5 separate regions of the Mus musculus genome follow, and regions 1, 3, 4 and 5 are each linked to region 2. Evidence: chromatin contacts called from public HiChIP or PLAC-seq and promoter capture Hi-C data. All regions are on one chromosome and are shown on one strand. The core of a region is the stretch at or near the end of the contact, and the rest is flanking DNA. Distances in the headings are between cores, read along the strand shown.

What was found. Promoter capture Hi-C pulls out the DNA fragments that hold promoters and counts their contacts. HiChIP or PLAC-seq counts read pairs in DNA pulled down with a chosen protein or histone mark.
Region 1: a contact with region 2 is called in a promoter capture Hi-C map of hippocampal neurons, with 4 times the contacts expected there. The contact joins the promoter of Xkr7 here to the promoter of Commd7 in region 2. A contact is called at or near these places in 4 of 39 promoter capture datasets (hippocampal neurons, liver and pre-B cells), 1 of 115 datasets of contacts at active chromatin or transcription factors (T-cell acute lymphoblastic leukemia) and 1 of 9 other capture datasets (liver).
Region 3: a contact with region 2 is called in a promoter capture Hi-C map of embryonic stem cells, with 2.3 times the contacts expected there. The contact joins the enhancer-like site here to the promoter of Commd7 in region 2. A contact is called at or near these places in 4 of 39 promoter capture datasets (the 3T3-L1 cell line, embryonic stem cells, hippocampal neurons and 1 more), 1 of 115 datasets of contacts at active chromatin or transcription factors (embryonic stem cells) and 1 of 9 other capture datasets (adipose tissue).
Region 4: an H3K4me3 HiChIP or PLAC-seq map of bone marrow-derived macrophages shows a contact between it and region 2, with 4 times the contacts expected there. The contact joins the promoter of Cbfa2t2 here to the promoter of Commd7 in region 2. A contact is called at or near these places in 1 of 39 promoter capture datasets (cranial neural crest) and 2 of 115 datasets of contacts at active chromatin or transcription factors (bone marrow-derived macrophages and epiblast stem cells).
Region 5: a contact with region 2 is called in a promoter capture Hi-C map of pre-B cells, with 6 times the contacts expected there. The contact joins the promoter of Hck here to the promoter of Commd7 in region 2. A contact is called at or near these places in 4 of 39 promoter capture datasets (the 3T3-L1 cell line, erythroid cells, hematopoietic stem and progenitor cells and 1 more) and 3 of 115 datasets of contacts at active chromatin or transcription factors (embryonic stem cells and memory CD8 T cells).

Annotation. Positions count from the first base shown.
Region 1 is chr2:153,030,489-153,033,766 of GRCm38.p6, reverse strand. Xkr7 (X-linked Kx blood group related 7) reads right to left here and starts at 1,915. Exons shown (of 3, transcript NM_001011732.1): 1 at 1,169-1,915. The coding sequence starts at 1,752.
Region 2 is chr2:153,631,030-153,634,266 of GRCm38.p6, reverse strand. It overlaps Commd7 (COMM domain containing 7), which reads left to right and starts at 1,486. Exons shown (of 9, transcript NM_133850.2): 1 at 1,486-1,673. The coding sequence starts at 1,590.
Region 3 is chr2:154,334,341-154,337,605 of GRCm38.p6, reverse strand. It overlaps Cdk5rap1 (CDK5 regulatory subunit associated protein 1), which reads left to right. Exons shown (of 14, transcript NM_025876.2): 14 at 1,989-2,220. The coding sequence ends at 2,075. Among named protein-coding and RNA genes, the nearest start is that of Bpifb9b, 29 kb to the right of the region's middle. Within about 2 kb of position 1,800, at least 17 of the 459 cell types and tissues checked have an H3K27ac peak or open chromatin away from gene starts, as enhancers often do. A contact at or near this core is called in embryonic stem cells, where this site is marked.
Region 4 is chr2:154,434,660-154,437,766 of GRCm38.p6, reverse strand. Cbfa2t2 (CBFA2/RUNX1 translocation partner 2) reads right to left here and starts at 1,283. Exons shown (of 11, transcript NM_172860.2): 1 at 1,131-1,283. The coding sequence starts at 1,164.
Region 5 is chr2:153,106,743-153,110,048 of GRCm38.p6, reverse strand. It overlaps Hck (hemopoietic cell kinase), which reads right to left and starts at 1,581. Exons shown (of 13, transcript NM_010407.4): 1 at 1,295-1,581. The coding sequence starts at 1,356.

The DNA.
Region 1 (3,278 bases), core at 666-3,165, 600 kb after region 2:
GAATAACAAGGGTGACACAGAGCAAGTGAGCAGCTGGGGCAAACACCAGGGGTCCAGTGTCCAATGCTCAGCTCAGAACAAAGTCTTCTGACTTAGGCAGAATCCATTCAAATGCAACAGAGTAAATAACCATCTTCTATATCTGAAGAGTGGCTTTCCCTGTGCTTTCCACACCTCCGTTATAATCGCGGTAATCCCTGACATTCCCAAAATATGTTCCAGTCTCCAGAGTCCCCACACAGACCTCCTCTTGCCTGCTCATCCCAACATGTTTAAAAAAAAAACAAAACAAAACAGTAAGCCAGCAAGATGAGAAGAGCAGAGATTCCTCTCATTTCACAGGTGAGAGAACAGACTTGGAGGGAGGAGGAGGTGTGCCTAAGATCACACAGTAAGCAAACCCATTTTGTCACCGCAGAGTACAGCCCAAGGAACTAGAGTAATCCTGATTTGAGAGGAGCTGTGGTTTAGAATTCCCCCTCTCTCCAATTACCTCAGCCCAGCAGGCACCCTACTTGCTGGCAAAGGATGAAGCCTGCAAGTGAACAGTTTGAATGAAGCCTCAGCATCCGGTCTGAAGACTAAGGGTCAGCCAGTAGCCATCTAGTGTCAGAGTCAAGATTCCAAATCTCCTTGGTCCCTTTTGGGGGATGGGACGGCACTGTGGAGCTCCTTAGGAAGTAGGAGCTAACCAGTGCTGAATTGGGTTCACCCCAGGCCCTTTCTCTACAAAACCAGAAAGTTTGGGCGGGATAGTCATTTAGCTGCCTTTTCCAGGATGTTGGGGTGGGCTGCAATTCTAAACTGAGTGCCTGTGAGTGGTAGGGAGGACTTCTGAGTGGTTTCCTAAGTCGAGGCTTGGTACCTGGACATGGGGGAAGGGTCAGGACTGGAAGGATCGCTGTGGTCCTGTTCCAAGTGTCCCCTTGTTCTCTGCATACATCACTCAGAATCTCTGACCCCATCTTGCCCCATTAGCCAGATCAAAGCTATGGTTCCAACAGAGTTTTGCAGAGGTGAGGAGCTGACTGCAAAGAAATGAGAGCGGCAATGGAGTGGGTCGGGGTGAGGGTCAGGACAGGAGCAGGGCGGGCTAGAAAGGCCAGAGCAGATCTGGGGCGGCATCCCACTCCCAGACTCAAGCTTCCTTCACCTGCTCTTTTCCTACCTCCAGACCTGGCCGAGTTGCAGGAGGTGAACGAGGGTCTGCAGTAGCCAGACGCAGAGGCGGCAGCAGCGGCGGCGGTAGGTGCCGGCCGAGGATGGTGCGGGCCGGGGGACCAGCTCCGCGCTACCTTCTTTGGTCCGGAAGGCGACAGCACTGTCCTTGGTGCTGATGGCGGCTCCGACTATGTCGCTGTCCTTGGTGCTGACGGCGGGTCCCGGGGTCCCCGCGGGCTCCGAGTAGTCGTAGACGAACCAGCGGAAGCTGAGCAGCTGCACGACCAGTGAGGGCAGCAGCACGAAGAGCAGGGTGAGGCCGAAGTAGGTGCTCTGACCCTGCAGGTAGTAGGAGGCCGCCAGCCACAGGTCGGTGGCGCCGTCGGAGAAGAACACGAGCAGCGCGCACAGCACCCAGCAGCAGTCCCGCAGCTCGTAGCGTGGCCCCGGGCACCCCGCCTCCACCGGTCCCGGGCCCGCGATCCCCGCCGCAGCCTCCCCGCGCCCTCCCGCCCCGCCCCGATCTGCTCCCGCCGGCCCCTCGGGCCCCGGGCCGGCCACGGCCGCCGCTCCATCCGACTTCGCGGCCATGTTGGCGGAGCAGGAGGCGGGGAGCGACTTCCGGGCGGCGGAGCGGGTGGGGTGCGGAGTGGGGAGGACCCTGCGCGGGCGGCTCCCGCCTCCCGCTCTTCCTCCGCCGCTCCTCTTCCTCCTCCCCTCTACCTCAATTATTCATCCTTGCCGGCGCCGCCCCGCCCGGGCTCCGGCCTGGATGTGGGCCGCCCCCTGGGAAGGGAGGGGGCCGGGGTGGGGAGAGCATCCCAGGTCACCCTCGCATGGCTTCCTCGGAGGCGTGGGGCCCAACCACATGCTTTCTGCCTCTGGCCTCCCCCTTTGACTGCCCCCGCCCTATCCTCTCCTTTTCCATTGATCTCCTGTGGTACCTCCGGTGGTTTGGGTCTTGCAATGTCCCAGGAGGGTGGGAGGCCGAGGTCTGAGAATAAAAGGACAGGGGTGGGGGCAGCTGCTTGGGCACCTGCCATAACCCGTTAGCAGTCACTCCTTCCAACGCCACTTCCTAGTTCCCCCGTGTTCACTTATTGTTTCATCCCCTCCTTTGATCTTGAGAGATCTCTTTTCTCATTGTCTTTTTCAAGCTGAGAAACTGCGGTTCTCTGAGTTGCGGTCTCTCGGTCTCTCGATCACCTTTCTTTTAGGAACCGCGTTCATCTGGCCACTAGCCTGATTAGGCAAGGCAGAGGAAAGGGATGGGAGGGAACCCCTTGGGAAGGAAAGAGCAAGTGCAAACAGCTACTCCCATCACCACTGGAGGCCACATTTTCTAGGATGTCCGGAAGAGGGGGTGGGGGTGCAGAACGATAAAACTGGCGATTTCCGATGGATTGGACCCTGAAGGGCCAGAAGGTGACAACGGGGGCACCTGCTGCAGAATGTCAGCTGAGGAGTTAGGTGGCTAGGTCAGGATTTAGCAAGAAGACTTGGCAGCCAAAGTGGAGCAGGGATCACAAAGCAGCAGCCTGGAACTGGAGAGAACAGAGGAACATTATAAACACAGTCCATGAGAGGAGCTAGGGGTCTCTCATGTGCCTGAGTACTCCCACACAACTACACCTTGGCTTGGATGGGATATCCTAGGACACTGAACCATTTCTTTGTCATTATTCTAAGCAATGAGGAATCGCTAATCATTTTAGTCTCACAATTTATATGGTCTATATTGTTCTGCCCATTCTATAGATGAGAAAACATAGAGTCAAAAGATACATTTAGTGGCTTAAAATCACATAGTGTTAGAAACAAATTCAAACGTGGCTCTCGAATAGGCTTTGAAAACTCAAGGGAGTGAGGAAGAGTGAGGAGGGGAGGAAGTGAGGTGGAAGGACCACCCTGCCTCAGAGTGACAGGGAAGATAGAAGAGACAGCTGCCCTGGGCTGGGTGGAGCAGCCATCTGCTGTCCTGCAGCCTGGCTTCCCTTTCGTGTCCAGGGACCGTTTTGGTCTCAGTGATGCTTGGGAGGTTGGGGTACCAGCTGTTGCCTAAAGCTAAAAGCAGAGGGGAGGTGTTAAGGGCTAAGGGAGTTTTCCAAGGTGGATTG
Region 2 (3,237 bases), core at 237-2,736:
TTGGGGCAGCTACATGGCTAGACCTTAGGGGCAAGGTCTAGCAAAGGGTGGAAGAGAAAGAAAGAAGAACTAATTTGCAGGGATGTCCACCCTCTTGCCACTGCCACAGGACATTGTCATTTACAAAGTTCACACCTGAGGCTTGAGAATTGAGCAATTAAATTACAAAAGAAAACTACAAAAGGAAAGCTTATAATTTTTTTGTTTTTCTTTGAGATTGAGTTTCTATGTAGGTCTGGATGGCCTGGAACCCATGGTGTAGACCAGGCTGGCCTCAAACTTACAGAGATCCACCCCTATCTCTGCCTCTTGAATGCTAGGATTAAAGGTGTATACGACCACCTTTCATGTTTTAAGTAATTAAAGTTTTGTGTTGGAACAAGTCATAACTGTCCTTGGTCACCTGCGTCCTGTGAGCTGCACATTCTTAGATATGCTTAGTCTCAGGGTGAAAGCTTTTTATCAATGTTTTCCAAAGGGAAACTTTTCAGAGAAGTGCCAGAAGGACAGCCAATTCTAACCCCAGGTTTCCAGGGTACTCAGGCTAGCAATGCCAGGCACAGCCCTTGCGTAGCACCCAGGGAGTATATACCCCTATTTTCTCAGGTCTAATGAGGGTGAACTCAGCACTCACCCAGTGGCTGCAGAGAACTCAGGCTTGGGTCTTTCCACCTTGCCAGGGATTGAGTTCTGAAGGTGAACGGGCTGGGTACGTGCTCTGAGATTGACCCCAGCTCCGTCATGATTGCCTTGGGTCTCACTATCTCAACCCTTCTGACCACCACCTCGCCCAAGGCTCTCAACATTCCTTAGCTGGATCAAATTCCTCTATTCCAAAGGCTCTCCAAGTGTGGTTCCTGGGAATTAATGGGAAATGTACATTATCCAGCTGTTCCCCAAGCCTTTCTGCTCAGAACTCAGAGATTGGGGGTGGGACCCAGCCATTGGCGGTTTCATGAAATTGTCCAGATGACACTAATGCCTGTCCAAGTCTCAGATCTGCTTCTTCACTCTGGTGTAGACTCTCAGAGGGACACCATAGTCTGGTTTATGCCCTTCCCTGTTATCAGTGCTTGGCCTCTGGTGGGCATTTAGTATTTTCTGGGAGCTTTTGATGTAGCTCAGTGGCATAGTCCTTGCCAAGTCTGTGTGAAGATCCAGAACCAATCCTCCACACCAAATGTATAGAGGAGATAGAAAAAGAAAAATGGTTGATATATTCGATAGGTAGATGTACCCTATGTTTAACAGCAATGGGGTGGACAGCAACCAGCAACTGTGGAAGACCTGTGCTCCAGGCTCTGAGCTCAAAAGTTTGGGGAGGCTGAAAACCGCAGCAGCCACCCTAGATAATACAATTCTGTGAAACTGAGGCTCAGATGGGACAAGTGCTTTATATTCAGGGTCTCCCAGGCAGAGACTTGGAATCTTACTGGGTTGCTCAGAGCGGTTCCTGGAACCCGGCGGTCGCGCGTGCGCTGTCACGAGAACCGCGGCTGGGAGTGTGGCGAAAGTGCGGCTGCGGAAGCGCAGCGAGACCCGGGTGGAGGAAGCGAGCGTCGCTGCCCGGTTGCGGGGTTCCTGGCACCATGGGCCGCCTGCACTGCACGCAGGACCCGGTGCCCGAGGCCGTGCGCGGAGACATGCAGCAGCTGAACCAGCTGGGCGCTCAGGTGGGGCTCGCCTGGACGGGGGCGGGCGGGCTCAGGAATGGGCGGACGCACTCCGGAGGTGGGGACTTAGATTTGTAGGCTCCTAGAGGAGGGAATGAGGGGATTCCAAGCGGCCCCCGGTTTGAATAGATTAGGGAGGGCAAATCGACTGCAAACGGGTTGTGGGTGTCAGTGTGGTCCGGCCTAAGTGGGGCCCTGGGCCTGAGCCGGAAGAGGCTCAGACAGGACCGGTGACCACACCCCTTTCCAATCCAGGAAAGGAACCATGCCTGTTTTGAAGGCCTGGTCCCTGTTGCAGAGCTCCGAATGCCACCTCCTATTCACATTGCAGGAATTGGCCAAGTGAGGGGCGTCTGCACGGAATAAACGGGTGACAGTGGTCCTTGTCAATGCCGGCACTTAGGAGGTGGGACTTAGGATCCAGCTTTCACTAAGTATCTTTTTTGGTTGGTTGGTTGGTTTGGTTTTTTTTTTTTTTTTTTTCCGAGTCAGGATTTGCCCTTGCTGTGCTGGAACTCACTCTGTAGACCAGGCTGGCCTCGAACTCAGAAATCCGCCTGCCTCTGTCTCCCAAGTGCTGGGATTAAAGGTGTGTGCCACCACCGCCCGGCTTGATTAAGTATCTTGTTCAAGCCTCGTCTGAACATCATGAGACCTCCTGTCAAAAAAACATTTAAAATAGATAAATAACCCTTCGTCCCTCAAGATGTTTCCCTGACGGGGTCTTAGCTTCCCAGGAAGTGGGGCCCTCAACCCCAGACACACACAGGCCAGTTTGAAGAATTAAAAACAAACAAACAAACAAACACAGAGTAGTATTCACCTTAACTTCAGCATTTGGAAAGCCAAGGCAGGTCGGTCTCTTAATTCATGAGTTTTAGACTGTCCAGAGCTGCATAGTGAGACCCTATATCAAAATAAGTAAATAACAAAAATAGAATTTATTAGTAGTCCATACCTGTCATTGCCACCTCTTGAAAGAAAGGTGGAAGCAGAAAAATTGCAAAACTGGAACCAGGAATTCACAACCAAATGTCTAACTTCAAAGGCCAGGGAAATGGCTAGATTTTGCTGTTGCCACTGATTTCTGGAAGACTCCTATTTGGAGGGGTTAGAGGAGGAGAAAGAGAGATTCTACTGATTTTTTTTTAAAGGTTATTTCAAAGTATTACATTTTATATGTTGTGGGGGAGGTCAGAGAACAACCTAAGGAAGTGAGCTTTGACACTTCTTTGTGTAGGTTCCAGGGATTGAAGCAAGCATCTTTGTCAGCTGAGCCATTTTACGAGCCCCAAGATTTTTCTTTTTTGGCTTTGAGACAGTCTCTCTGTCCCCTGGCTGTCTTCAGATTTAAGTTCTCCCTGCCTCAGCTTCCCCAAGTGCTGCGATTCCAGGTGTGTGACACTGTGGTGAGATATCTATTAATCCCCACTAGGTTCTGTGTGGTGGCTTGCTGTTGTGGTTTTCTCTTTTATTTTTAGATAAGGTCTTGTAACCCTGACTGGTATGGAACTAAAAACCATCCTCCTCTCTGCCTTCCAAGGCTAGGATTCTAGGCGTGTAC
Region 3 (3,265 bases), core at 551-3,050, 700 kb before region 2:
CACTCAGAGGTGAAATAAACTTTTTCAGTAAGTTTTGATAAAAAATATTATAAGGATTGGCCAGGCAGTAGTTTGCACACATCTTTAGAAGCAGCTCAGGAGACAGAAGCAGGTGTTCTGAGTTTGAGTCCAGCTTGGTCTATAGAGAGTTCTAGGACAGACAGGACTACACAGAGAAACCCTATCTTGAAAAATAAACAAACAAAAATCCTAAGGATGGCTTTAACTAGGTCAGTTTGCATCCTAAGTCATTCCAGAGGCTGGAGGATGGCTCTGTGCAGGGCAGCTCACAAGGGAGCTGACAGTTGGAGCTGAGAAGGATCCATCGTCTCCTCAGAGAAACATGAAGAGCTGCTGCTGGGGATGGATCTGGACTTTAGTTTGACTTTGTTTTTGTCTTTGTTTGAGACAGGGTTCCTATCTCTATATATTAATGGCTGTCCTGGAACTCACTCTGTAGACCAGGCCGTCTCAGAAATCCACCAGCCTCTGCCTCTCCAGTGCTGGGATTAAAGGCGTGCGCCACCATTGCCCAGCTAACCATTTATTTATTTATTTACTTATTTATTTACTTATTTATTTATTTATTTATTGAAGGAGAGCAAAGAAGTAGATTGAGGTAGATGGGAAGGCAGGGAGGAACTGAGAGGAGTAGAAGGAGGGGAAATTGTATTCAGGATATTATGTGAGGAAAAAGTCTATTTTCAGTAAGAGCAAAACTTTTTTTTAAACCACAACAACACATTTATGACAAGTGCAATATAAAAATTTATATCCTCTATTCAAATACTCACAAGGCACTGTTTCAAGGACATTACAAATTGTGTATTCATTGGTAAAATCCATTTATTTCATTTTTTTTTTGTTTGTTTAACAGCTGGGATTTAAAGTGTTAGAGATCTGCCTGACCCCAAAGGAAAAATACTCACAGTAACAAAGTGCCACTTCAGAAGAACATACATATGCGTCAGAGTCATTGTGACTGTTGCCTTAAATCACAATACTAACTTTCCTGGCTTTTCAAAAATCATAAAACTCACTTTGTAATTTTACATTATAAACCTACTCTGTATGTAAAACACAGATATGTCTAACAAACAAATACATTCATTTGGGTACCAGCCAGTAACTGAAAAAATTTTTTAAAAGACCCTAAATTTATTATTTCAAAAGGACATTCTAGATCCCTCCATAAATGGAAAGCCAGAATTTGTGACATAAATAGAAAGTAATTTAAAAAATAAGCATAAAAATAAGCATAATAGCCGGGTGTGGTGGCACACGCACCACCCAGCACTCGGGAGGCAGAGGCAGACGGATTTCTGAGCTCAAGGCCAGCCTGGTCTACAAAGTGAGTTCCGGGATAGCCAGGGCTACACAGAGAAACCCTGTCTCGAACCCCCCACCCCCCAAAAAAAGCATAATGAAAACAATGTCACAAAACTCCATCCAGAGCTGGTGGCCAACACAGGGCTCTGGAGGCCCCTTCTCTGTTGGAAAAGGAAGTGTTCACAGAGTGTAGAAAGCACCAGCAGTCAGGGAGATGGTTTCTGGTCTCCGTAACAACAAACTGAAGGGAACTGCGGAGGGAAGAAAGCTCCCCTCTGGGTCCACTGCTGCATTACTGTGGCTCCCAGCAGGCCCAGGTGTGTCCTGCTATGCCCAGTCCACTCAGGAGCCTGTGGCTCTGTTCTCCCTTCCTGTGGAAGGCTGGGCCCTCTCCTTAACGCTGGGCGAGCCAGAGGTCAGCTCAAGCTGAGCTGATGGCTCCAGCCAGTCAGGTGTGCAGCCATGTGCCCTGTCAGAATACTGATCACTGCAGTTGGGCCTTCCAGGCTGGCTGGATTGTGTATTCCGTTCTGTCTGGCACCTCTTCCTTTCAGGCTTGAGGCGGCACAAGCACTGTGCACTTCCTGTCATCTCCATCCAAGTCCTGTCCCCATGGTGCTGTCAGGTTACCTTGTCTTCTATGATGGGTTTTCTTTCAGATCACCTCTGCCAGCTCTCAGACCCTGAAAGGACACATTCTCTGCAGGACCACTATGAAAGACTCATTGACGTATTGCACGACCTGAGCTGCTGGATTAGGAGTGGACTTGGGCAGGTTTTTCTCATGCTTTGGAGACATGTAATAGTCTTGAAGCACCTTTGCACCAAATGGAAGAGTACATTTCTTTGTTGTCGATAGAACAACTGTTACAATAATAAATTTCATAAATTAATGGCTTCCTTGTCTACTTTTTTCATTTTTGTCTTGGCTTATTTGTGGGGTTCTTCCTGTCTCTCTGTTGGATGCTTCTCAGCACGAGTGTTCTGTACTGCTATTTACTCAGCCGCTAACCACGCTAACCACCATCGGTTGGTTGGTTGGTTGATTTGGCCTGAGGATTTCCCTCATGGGCATCTTTTCAGCTTTCCCATTTAGATGTAGAAGCACTTGGAGTTTTTGAAAATGTTTTTACCTATTAGTGGGCCATCTGAGCAGTGGTCCTTGGCTTACCACTTACCATTGTAGTCATTTTCATGAAGTTAAAACAAAAAGCAAGAAAATCAAACTGAGATAGTAGCATGGGATATTTAGAGCTGGATTTCAGTTCAAGTCCCACCTCCTTTAGCATTGTAGGAGGCTCTGTGTATAACTCTGGTATAGTGCTTGCCTAGAATAAACAAGGCCCTGGGTTAGATCCCCAGTACTGTGTGTGTGTGTGTGTGTGTGAGTGTGAGTATGGTGTGTGTGTGGTGTGTGTGTGGTGTGTGTGTTCATGTGTGATGGGGGTGCTGGTGAAGAAAAATGTTTAGAGAGCTCTCACCCACTCACCCCCCAGGTAGGTTTTTTTGTAATGCAGGCTGACCTTGAGTTTGCCTTTCCTTACTTCTGAGTGATAGAATTAGAGGTATGTGCCACCCATCACACCAGGGAGGAACATCTGGGGATCACATCTAGAGCTTGATGCATTCTGAGCAAATGATCCTCATAAACTGTAAGCTCCTACCAAATGGAAATAGTCCTTGAAAAATATGCTGCTGAAACAGACTGCGTATTTGGGCATCCTGAGCTGTTAATTGTGTCTGGCTGTGATCTGCTTTGGACACTCTGCTGACTAGCACGATAGATAGATAGCTCATGGGAGTTTGCTTTGGTGCTGGCTCACTTCTGGCCAGTTGGTTCTATTTCAGTGTTCATCTTGAAGAGTTGTTAGATCAGAACCGGTCTCTACTCTTGGTCACATGTAGTGCTGTACTAGCTCTCTTTACCAAGTCTGTT
Region 4 (3,107 bases), core at 34-2,533, 800 kb before region 2:
TGGCTGGCCTGTATAGATCAGGCTGACCTCAAACTCAGCCTCCAACGTGCCTCAAATACCTGTTTTTAGACTGTCACCTGGCATAGACAAAGAAATATCCACAAAGCACGAGTCCCTCTCTTAAACTCAAATTCAGAATCTAGTCTGTCAAGTTTGTTGCCATAGTCTCTGGACTTAGAGTGATAATTTGTATTTAGATGATTTAATAAATATTAAATGAATCGAATGCAAATTGCCTGGTGCTCAAGTAATGTTGGCTATTACTGCTATTTTAATGACAATTAAATTTTTATTGTTCTTATTAAACGATGCCATCCCTCCTCCAAGGATCTTACAATTCTAGGAAGAACGTCTGTAAATGGGATAGCGAAATGGAGGTAAGAATAAAAACACAACTGAGTCACATAGTAGGACTAGTCAAAGACAATATTAAACAAACTAACAAAACACAACCAGACGCCAACTTCGGACTTTTCCGAGGAACACACATAACAAACTGTGATTACGATAGTGAGTTTTCACACTTGAGTATGATGTGCAACTGTGTGTTCAGGGGATTTTACTGGATTCACTAAACCCTACTACAGAGCATTCAGAGTACGTTCCTCACAACCCATTTTTCAGATCGAGCAACTGAGACTTTTGGAGCGCCAAGGTCACAGCCTACTCGCGAGGGAGCCAGGACATGAACCCAAAGCAGTCCGACCCCAGAGCCTACATTCAACAGGGCCCTCCGGAATATCAGCCCGGCATCCTCCAACATCTACCACTCGTCGCTCCAATTCCGGCGTGTTTCCCGGGACCGGACTTTCAGCCCCGATGCCGCGAAAACAAAACAATACTTCTCTCGCGGACAGTCCATAGGGCGCCCGCCAGGCCTGAGCTCCAAGGCCGCTCCACACAGTCCTGCTCAGCACCCGGAGCCGCGAGCCCCACAGGAAGCGCCGGGATAGCCCCGAGGGCCCCGGAAGGCCGGGGAGCCGCATGACCTTGGATCCAGTGCCCCAATCCCGGCCTCAGTTTCCCTGCCCAGGCCTCCCGCCGGGGGGCCTCTGCAAAGCCTCCCGCCTATGGAGCAGCAGGCCCCTCAACACACACCCCTCAGCCGTCCGCCTTCCCGCCCCACTTACGTTGGAAGGCGGCCGCTCCAGGGACGCCCACCATCGCGGAGCGCAGTCTGTCGCGAGCGCCGCTCGCTTCGACCCTCTGCCTGAGCCCTCCGCAGGCGCAGGCCGGGACCTGCACCCGCCGAACTCGCCCGCACCAGCGCCGCCGCCGCCGCTGCCGCCGCCGCCGTTAGGCCGCGCGCCGCCCCGCCCCCAGACAGCCCCGGCACGCCCCCGCCGCGCGCTCCCGCGCGCAGACCAACGCACGCGGAAGACGGGCCCGAGGGCGCTCACGCGAAGCACCGCCTCCTGACCTGGCCCGCCCCTTCCGCGCCAGGCTGCGTCCTATCCTGGAGCGGCCTGCACTTCGACCCGCCTCCCGCGCGCTATGCGTGGCCGCAGGGAGCCGCCCTTCTCCGAGCTCCAGACTTCCGGATGTGGCCTGGGCGGCAACCTAGGAACGGGGGCGGAGTCCCGGGGCGGGGCTTCGGGGAGGGACGTTTCAGGTGCAGGCCTTGTAACGCTTTGACGGTTGTATTGGGTGTTAAAATTGTTCTTTCCTCCTTTTACTTATTTGTTTTTACATTGACTTATTGCATATGTGTGCGTGTATATGTTTGAGGGAGTCCAACGCATGTATGTGAATGTCAGAGAACAAGTCGGGAGCAGGCTCTCCTTTCACCCTGTGGATCCAGCAGGTCAAATTTCGGGCATCAAGTTTGTTTGACAGCAAGCATCTTTGCCAAATTAGCTATCTCGCAGATTTCTACATCTTTTGCGGCTATAGGAATCTAAATGTTTAAAACAACTAGCTGTCATTACTGATTTCTGTATCAGATCAAGGGGCTTTGTGGGGTTTGTCTGTGTTTGTGAGGAGGGGCACGTGTATGTGCAGGGGTTTTTTTGTTGTTGGTGGTGGTTTTTTGACACAGTCTCACTTGTAGCTCTAGCTGTCCTGGAACTCACAGATAATCTATCTACCTAACTCTACCTCCCAAGTGCTTGGGACTAAAGGCCTGAACTACCAGGCCTGGTTAAGTGCAGGTTTATTTTGGTTTGTTGAAACAATGTCATAATGTACATTTGGCTATTCTGAACTCACTGACCTACACCAGGTTAGCCTTGAACCTTAAGCTATACTTCTAAGTCTATCTCCCAAAGCTGTGTCTATAACACCAGCAGGCCTCACAAAAAGTTGTTTCTGAAAAGGGCCTATTTTGTATGTCTAGCTGGGCTGGAACACACAGTGTAGCCACAAAAGCCTGGAACTCTCACACATCCTCCTCCCGTGGCCTCCCAAGTGCTGGGATTGTAAGCAAGAGTCACTAGCCTGTCTTCAACAGCTGCTTTTATACACTCTGCAATTAACCATCTCAGTACCAAATACAGTTTCTCCCCTTTTCTACACATTCGCTAGAGTCTCTCCCACTGGGTTGTCCACCTATTTCTGTTAGCAAACTCAAAACATAAATCCTCCGAGCAACCCAAGAAAGTACTCTGATCCTAGCATGAGTTCTCTGCCATTCTGTCTCTCAAAGATTCAAAATCAGGAACTATAACTAAAATGAAGCCAGCCTGGCATAGTGGCACAGACCTGTAATCCCACCCTAGGGAAACTAGCAAAATAACTGCCAACCCAAAGCCAGCCAGGGCCACATAGTGAGACTGTCTCAATACAACAAGGTCAGGCATGGTGGGTCACACCTGTACTTCCAGCATTGTTGGTAAACGCAGGACATCAGTTCAAGGTTGCCCTATATGATGATTTAGAGGCCAAACTGGGTGAGCCGCGGTGGCATTGCCAGGTGAAATGGCACACACCTGTAATCCCGTAAAGTGGCACTTGGGAAGAGATCAAAAATTCAGCTACACGCAGGGCGGTGGTGGCACACACCTTTAATTCCACTTGGGAGGCAGAGGCAGGTGGATTTCTGAGTTCGAGGCCAGCCTGGTCTACAAAGTGAGTTCCAGGACAGCCAGGGGTACACAGAGAAACCCTGT
Region 5 (3,306 bases), core at 332-2,831, 520 kb after region 2:
GGAGCCATTAAAAATGTGTCATTAGTTATCTCTGAGGGATGAGAATGAAATGTGTGAAAATCTCGGGCCAGGAAGATAGCCCAGTTGGTAAAGTGAGTACCTTGCAAACAGGGGGAACTGAGTTACAACCCCCAGAACTCCTGAAAAAAGTCAGCTGGGAGGAAGGACCCTTGGGACCCACTAATCAGCCGGCCTCACCTACCCAGCAAAAGCCCCAGGCCGATGATAGACCCTGTCTCCAAAAGCAAGGTGGCCTTTGCTTGAAGAACAACATAGAGTCCTCTGGCCTCCACGTGTGTAGGAACCCCAGAGTACACACCAACCAGTGAACACATACAGAAGCACGTGTAACATACACAAATGTCTCTTTAAGACCTAATTTTCACTCCAGGATGCCTCGCTGTGCACTTGACATACAGAATTCTGCCACACTCGGAAATCCTAAACCCCTCTGATCAGGTGTAGTTTGGATAGGGAACATTCAACCTGTCCTCTTACCATCTCCATCCTGCAGCTATGCAAACAGAGGCACAGACAAACCAGGCTCTCTCTCCAGTACCCAGCAGCACTGCTCCCCTTCTCTGGACAACTCAGCTTCAGATGAATGTAAAACAGCCCATTTTACAGAGTTGGAAGCTGGAATCCAGAGAGTAGCCAGTGACATGCCCCAGTGTCACACAGAGGAGATGGTGGTAGATTGTGGTCTTTGTGTAAGAGGTTCTGGAGTTGGATGTACGCCTGTTAGGGGTTCAGCTGGGAAGGCAGGGGAAGATGTAAAAGAGGGGACTCAGATATACACCTATAGCCAGGCCTGGGTGTGGCAGGCATGGGCTTGTCTTGGCCGGGCTGTTCCTTTAGCCATGGCTGCTGTCTACCTGCGTGACCTGCCACCCACCCACCATCAATGGGAACTGAACGGGCCTTTCCCTCCCCTCCAGCTTCTTCTTCTTGGTGTGTGTGTGTGTGTGTGTGTGTGTGTGTGCAGAAGGGGAACCTGGTTAGACAGAGAAGCCTCAGCTCAGCACTGCCATTCCCCTGCCTGAGCTTCCTCTATCTAGGGCTATCCCAGGGTCGCCCTGGGTGGCGGCAATTCGCCTCACCTGGCCACCTGGGTACCCTCCACCTTTCGTAGACTGCGCATCCCACCGCCGGGGATCGGTTGCTCCTAGGACGGGTTCTTCCTTCCTCGGCACCCCCACAGCTCGCCCAGGATCTCAGATCCCTGGAGCCCGAGGTCTGCACGTTCTCGGGGACGGGGGTGTGTCCCATTCCCGCCCTCTCACCCCGCACTCACCTGGGCGCCCGCCCTTCGCTTCGTGGGCAGCCCGGATCCTCGCAGCTAGACCGACCCCCCAGCGCTGCGGCCCCTGGTGGCCCCGGACTTCAGAGCCCGGAGCAAGCGACGAAGACTTGCGGGCTACAGAGGCTGCGTTGGCGCTCGGAACGGGTCAGAGCCCCCTTCACGGGCGACTTTGGTCCCCTCCCACCCGTCTGAGAGCCGCCGCGGGGAGTGCAAGCTGGGAGCCGCAACCCAGTGGCGCTCACTGGCCATCTGGGCGCCTTAGCCGCACCCTGGGTGATGCAAACCCCGCCCCCAAATACCCCGACTCCGCCCTCTAAGAGCCTAACTCCCACTCTGGCTCTCTTGTCTCCTGCTCTAAATTCACCTCCAAAGAATTTCAGCATTTCTTTGCTAACCCTGTCCTCAAGGGCGCTAACCAGTCCTTGAAGGACTTACTCAGACACCAAGGTTTGACCCGCCCTCCCAAGATTCCCAGTCCCCCTCCCCCACTAGTGCGTTTAAGCCCCCCATGATGTAATGAGCCTGTCCAAAGGATTCTAAACCCTATCCCCAGAGATTTTGGACCCCTACCTAAGAGACCAAATACCCTTGGATTCCCTAAAGAATTGTAATATTTTACGTTTATTGTTTGACTGGTTGATTGTTTCCGTGTATGTGTGTAAGTACCCTGGAGCCTCAGAGCGGTGTAGAGGTTAGAGAACAATTTGGAGGACTAGGATCTTACCTTCCACCTTCCGAGTTCCGGGGACTGAACTCAAGCAGCCACGCTTGGCACCAGGCGTCTTTACCTGCAAAACCATCTGCCTCCTCCTGGGGAAAGATTTTCAATCTCACTTTCTATTCTGTTCCCAGTCCTAACCCCTACAAATTCTCTAGATTTGTAATCAAATTTTCTGAAAGGGTTTTAATCTCGAGAGCGCGCGCGCGCGCGCTTGTGTGTTCTAGAGAATGGAATCCAGGGCCTCTCTCTCCGTAGTTTGTACTACAGCCACCAGCCCCCTACGAGACCTTAATCCCATAGGTCCTAAATCCTGCACTGGAGCAATCAACCGATCCTATCCTTCCTTTCAAAGATCCTAAACCAGCCGCAGAAGGAATGTAGCTCCCTTTAAGTCTAACCACGCCCTGATAAGTCTAACCTCTCCCTCTAGGATTCTGGTGGGTCTCCACCGCCCTTCCACTTCGGTCCCTCCCACATGCAGCGGTTTTCCCTCCACCCGCCCACCCACCGCTTATTCAAACTCCATGCAAAGTCTGGCGCCCGCGGGAGTTCTTTGCCTTATTCTGGGCTGAATATGGGACTGCTCAGAGGACCTCCCAAGTTGAAGAGAGGAAGTCTTACTGGCAGACCACTGAGGTCCTGTTTGCATGGCATATTCCACTCAGCCTGAGACATCATTCAAAACGACAGGGACCAACACTCTCTAAACTGCAACACACACCTGCAGAAACGTACAGGAGTCCTCCCTCCTCTAGCCAGGCCAGACCACCAGTATCTCTCATTCATTCGCTTACGCGTGCATGTAGGCATGCGTTTAGCAGTACTATGTTTTAAGTATGAATTCTGAGCGCGAGCGGTGTTAGCAGCTCTAGAGTTCCACCCGCTAGGCCCAGTAGCAGTTCTGACAACCAGAGCTGCCTCCTACACAGCCTGGTCCCCAGCCCACGTAGAAATCCCAGTCACCCAACACTAATGTGTTTGCTATGTATTTTAATATATTCATGCCCTATTTCTAAAAATAGACCGAGTCTTGAACAGGTTTAATTGACTTGGACACAGAAGTGAAATTAGTCTGTGTAGCAGTAAACAATGCTTGTTATCTACTGAGTGAAGGAGATTGAGATGGGAAAGAAGCCAATAAAGGCAGCGTCACAGAGCTAGCTGTCCGGTTGGGACAGAAGGCAGTGTATTATACACACACATTGTCACCCCCTGCTTCCAACCTCCCGGTCCCCGATTATCCACCTAGAGACAAAGGCCTGGCATTTAAACACTCCTGTGG